Linked DNA regions of Sus scrofa: region 1 is linked to region 2. The links are chromatin contacts, called in public Hi-C maps. All regions are on one chromosome and are shown on one strand. The core of a region is the stretch at or near the end of the contact, and the rest is flanking DNA. Distances in the headings are between cores, read along the strand shown.

What was found. A called contact is a pair of places that touch in the nucleus more often than the background predicts.
Region 1: a contact with region 2 is called in a Hi-C map of subcutaneous adipose tissue, with 3 times the contacts expected there. The contact joins two enhancer-like sites. A contact is called at or near these places in 9 of 47 Hi-C or Micro-C datasets (embryonic fibroblasts, fetal heart ventricle, heart right ventricle and 5 more).

What each region holds. Positions count from the first base shown.
Region 1 is chr16:24,871,674-24,874,439 of Sscrofa11.1, reverse strand. No RefSeq gene overlaps it. Among named protein-coding and RNA genes, the nearest start is that of DAB2, 96 kb to the right of the region's middle. Within about 2 kb of position 1,414, at least 1 of the 83 cell types and tissues checked has an H3K27ac peak or open chromatin away from gene starts, as enhancers often do.
Region 2 is chr16:24,804,131-24,806,914 of Sscrofa11.1, reverse strand. No RefSeq gene overlaps it. Among named protein-coding and RNA genes, the nearest start is that of DAB2, 29 kb to the right of the region's middle. Within about 2 kb of position 1,419, at least 2 of the 83 cell types and tissues checked have an H3K27ac peak or open chromatin away from gene starts, as enhancers often do.

The DNA.
Region 1 (2,766 bases), core at 165-2,664, 68 kb before region 2:
ACCTTGGGATTGTTCTCTCTGTTACAGAAAGAAGTTTCCATTTATCTGTGATGTCAGCAGCGCAAAGAATCATTGCTTTCACAATCAGATACACTCAAAAATTTTACATGATTATTTTAAGGTAATAAGAGAGGAAGGAAAAATGGCACCCAGAGTGGTATGAAGAAAAGAACACAGGCAAGGAAATAAGGCAACAATTGGCATAATTAATATTTCAGCTTTACCTGAAATGTGGAGTAAAGAATAAACACAATAATATAATCCCCTGTGAAATTCCATGATCTGGAAGAGGGTGGTGACTTCTCACAAAATGTAGATGGGAAGCTCAAGCTTTTTATTTGAATATTAATGAAGAGGAATCCCCCTGGAGGATTTCAATATATTTAGATAGTCTACTGATTTCCAAGGTGACAAGTTAATAGAATAAATGAACCATGCAGTATTTTAGAGACAAGATCCCCATTACTTTGTTCCCTTTTGGTTAAAATAGGTGTTTTATTATCAGATTTCTGAAGGTAATCTCTTAAACCAAAGGGGCCTTTGTATAGCATAACAAACCAAAGAGGAGATGGTATTTCTGGAAGGAGAAGGAAAGGCCTTTATAGTGCTTTATATTATTCATATAACAAAGCAATTTTATAAATTCAAAGTTGTCTTGTAATAAAAAATCCAAATTCCTTTTTAGAAGAAGTGTCCTCATTTTACGTAGGGCTGCTCTTCACTTTATGGTTTTCAAATCTCCCACTAAGGATAGTATCCTCCTTCTCTTTAAGTAGAACTGACCCTTTCTTCGTTGGTTCCTAGCACTTACAGGGCATGAGTTCATAGAGAGGAAGGGGATTGGGACATGGTGTATCAGCTACATAATGTCATGCCGTTTAACCAGACAGCTCTCAGTGGCTTAACACAATCCACTGGGCGTCTATGTGAAGTTGATCTCAGTATCAGTGGGGTGTTTATTGGGGAATCTTCTACTTGGTGATTCCAGGACCTGACTCCTTCCATCTTACAACTAGGCCATCCCCAAGGCCTTTGAAATTCTCTGCCAGGTTCTCAGAAGCTTGCTAGCAGATGGAGAGAGAAAGACTAATGCACAGAAAGATTTTATAGCCCAGGCCTTGAAGTAGCACCCATCTTTCCACTGATATTCCATTGGCTATAACTCAGTCACATGACCAGCCCTAACTAATTGCAGGAGAGGATGGGATTTGTAGTCTGTTTATCCAGAAAGGAAAATAAATGTCTTTGGTAGACATCTTGCTGGTCTCTGCCAAAAGGTGCATATCATTAGCTGTGACACAACTTCCTTTTTCTAAAACATGTATATTTAACAATTTTGTAAAAAAAAATTATTTCAATTTCCAGGATCAAAGACACACCTATAATCATATCCAAGAACTAAAAATGTTCTACCGCTAACTACATCATGTTATTGCTCCCGTTTTAAAAGTTCCCACCCCTGCTCACCTCCTTTAATACTGACAGTACTCAGAATAGGAGTATGTATTTAATAAAAGGACATCTGGCTCTTCTTAATGTCCAAATTATCAAAATTTTATGCATCTATGTCAGCCCTTTATATGTTTCCTTTGAAAGAGGTTCAAGTAAAGTTCACTTTGACAGAAAGCTGTAATGACTTCATGCATTAATTAACCTGCTTAAGAGTAAGAGCTCTAAATGAAGGCAGCAGTCCTGTCTGTCATCAGCTTTGCACCAGCTTTGCCACTATCTTGCTGGAAGTATTTTTGAATGCTCAGAATGCATTTTCTCCAGCTGTCATAGAGATGATCTTATGGTATAACAGGCCATTACAATTCTCTATGCCGTGAAGTATGGCAAACTCTAATGCTGTCAAAGTTCCTGCAGTCACTCAAAGTTCATGCAGAATGGGGGCATACACTGTTGCCTTAGGACCTGGGGTTCCGCAAGCCCTGGACTCATACTTTAATTGAAGTCACACTTCAACCCTTGAGCAATCTGATTCAGAAGACTTGGTGTCAGTGCTTAAGCATCTGCATTTTAAATGTTCCATAGTCAGGAGTTCCCTCATGTCTCACCAGGTTAAGGATCCAGCATTATCAGTGCTGTGGCACAGGTTCAATCTCTGGTCTAGGAAGTTCTGCATGCCATGGGCATGGCCAAAAAAAAGCTCCATAGTCAACTGCAGTTGTCTTACCAGTAGAATCATAGATCCACATTTGGTCCAAAACATACTGTATGCGTGCACTAATGTATAAGGTCATCCACTAGACTGGAACAAGAAAAGAAAATTCTGGAACACAATGTATGTTTAATTGTTATGAATAAAATAAGAACAAAATTAAGTTGAGGTAATATTAGTATAAAGATTAATGCTGTCAAGCTTACTCAGATCTCTCTGGCCTAAGAAGAGAATTATCCTGATGGAAAAGTGAGTGTCCCACAGATTTGAAGGGAGCCAGTCAAGTGGATTAGTAAATTAAACTGTGTGGTTTTAATTAAGTAATCCTTATTTTTAAAATGGGGAAAAGTCTGTAAAAGATTCTTCTAAAAAACTTGTGATTGAACATAATATTAATATATTATGCATAATACACAATAATTATAATGTATAATATATATATTATGTTATTAATAATACATACAAGCAAAATTGATCAACCCAAAACTAAGAGAGCTGACTTCTCCATAAATCTGTGTTAGCCACATGGGGGAATGGGGGTGTTAAGTAATGCTCTCATAAATTGATGTTACCTAGGATGTATTTTGGGAGGAAAAAAAGATCTT
Region 2 (2,784 bases), core at 170-2,669:
TCTGGGGTCACTTAGTCTTCATTTTTCTGCATGTTTGTGTCCATCTCCCTCTGTATCCGTCTTATAAGGATACACATGATGGCATTTATGTCCCTCTCTAATAATCTCATATTCAAGCATCTTAAACTTAATCACATTTGTAAAGTCTTTTTTGCCATGTAAGGAAATATTCACAAGTTCCAGATATCTTGGGGGGACTGTTATGCAGCCTACCACATTGATATTTAGTACTTCAGAAATCAGAGGATTTTGCTTCCCCAGCAGTATATTATAGGAGTAATCCCTCTCTCTCTCTCTCTCTCTCTCACACACACACACACAGACACAAAATCCCTCCCTCTCTTTCTCCCTCCCCTTCCTCATACCCCGTCCCATTTACCTAATATATGTTTGTATGTGTGCGTGTATATCTGTCAAGTGCTTGACTAAATAGAAATTTTTCCTTGCCTACTGAAAGACTGGGATAGGCAGCTGCAAGCCAGTGAGGACCTGTATCTCTGCAAGATTGCGATTCTTTTGGATTTTATAGCATGCCTATTGCCACATGGTCACAAAAAAGCTGTCCCAGACCCCAGGCATTCTGGAAGGAAGGAATAAGAATTTTTCCAGCTGCTTCTGTTTATCAGTAAACCCAAACTTTCCCTGAAAACTCTTAGGAGACATCCTTTTATGTCCTTTTGACCAGAAGTGTGTCCTTCATCACCAGGTGCTTAGGAAGCTGGGAAAGGAAAATCTAGCTTTTCTAGCATGGATAATAGAAGGCATCAAGACAGATGAGAGATAACTGCTGTGTAAGCCACGCAACAGGGTCTCAGGATACCTGGTCTGTAGAAATGTTGGAGGGAGGGTGTACAGGGCAGAGGAAGAAGGAGAAACAGAAAGGTAGAATTCTTACTGAAGACCGACTAGGAGTTGGGCAAGCCTAGTAGTTCCAAACAATCTTATTCCATCTTCACAAGAATCTTCTGAGGGCAGAATTAGTATCCCCATCTTGCAGAGAAGAAACAGATAGGATACAAACCCACGCTAGGATACAAATGATCAAGCCAGGAATAAAACTTAATTGTGTCTGAGTCTAGACACTAAGCTCCTTCTAGTGTCCAAAATGAATTCTCAGACCAGTTAGAACATCTGTAGTTGACTTTTTTCCCTAGCAGCCACCCTTCTTCCAAAGCTATTTTATTTTGACAGTGTTGACCAAAACTCAGAGCACTTCACCCAGATCATAAGTCTGCTCCAGGGCTGTGGCTATAGGGGCAGCTAAAATACTCCAGTTTCATCATAAACCTGTCAGGACAGGCAGGGCCTGGTCACCACATTGCAATATGCAGTGGAGACGGGAATGTGGCACAGTGAGCCTGAGAGCATGTCCCCACTGCGGAGAATGGGATTCCTGGGCTTCCCGTGACACATGTGATGCTTCTCACCAAGAATCATTGGCTAAATTGTGTTTGTTGGTGACAAGTGCTAACAGGAATGTGGCTCAAGTATTGCTGCTGACATTTGGAGTTAAATCAGACTTATGTCTCCAAATCTGCCTTTTATAGACATGAGTTTCCAAATATATGGTTGAGAGAACTTTATAGAGAGGAAGCTCCATTGATGGAGGTTGGCTTATACTATTAAAGAAAGGAAACTCCTCTGTTAAAAGTTTTTACAAGCATAGAAAATGTAGACAAGAAGAAAAACATATCATTTACAAATCTGCTCCAGAAGGAAAACAGTCCTTTTTGGATGATCTGAATTGTGTCTCCTTTTACCTCCTCTCCTTCTCCTTGAATGAATCCAGTGCTTTCTGTCCCTGTTGGGCTTATATAATTCAAACTCAGCAGTTTTTGTGTGCTTTATGAAAACAGTGGAGAAAATAAAAATCTTGGTCCAACCAAAGAAACACACCGTTTAAGACAAAACAAGTTTTGGATTTACATTTTGTTTTGATAAAGTATCGTGATTGTAGAAATACAAGTTAGCCAATATCTAGAGGATCGCAGATCCTAAAAATGATTTTATTCCCTTACAGTTAAAGAATGTTCCACACAGTGAAGATACAAAGTAAGATTTCCTAATTTGCACATTCTTCATGGTTAATAGGGGTTACTGAATTTATTCATCCATGAAAATAAGCACTGGCCCATCTTCCTATGGCTCTGGAAGAACAGGTAAGTGCTAGAGACTCAGGAGTGAGGAAACCAACTCCTGGAAGAGATCTAACCCCTTTAAAGTGAGTAAAACTAGAAAAGAAATCTGCTTGAAAATCATTATGCCATATACCTCAAACTTATACAAGGGTATATGCCAATTATATTTCAGTAAAACCAAAAGAAAAACAAAGAGATCTCTTCTCAGCTTGTTGGGAACACACACTGGGTTTGGACCCAGATTCTGTATTACTCAAAGCCAGTAAGTCTAACTCAACACACCCTTCATGCCTACACTTTCTTTGATTACTGGCCAGCAAGAATGGCCCCAGAGACAGGCACCAAATGCCAGCAGAGTCACCATTACAGACCCACATGTGACACCCGCTATCAGAAAGAGACATTGGATTTGAGCCCTGTTGGATCTGTGGAGACTCTGGCTCCCCCTAAGTCTGCCTGGAGAAGCTGAGTAATGTACCGGGAAGTACAAGAAAGTCATTCCCATAAGGGGTGAATTTGGACCAATGCAAAAAAAGAGATGGGGAGAAAGCCAGAAGATAAATTGCCCACCCTTCTTCCTCTACAGACAGTTCTGAGATAGTCTGTACAGCTTTTCTAAAGATGTTCTGCAAGATGAGCAACCAGT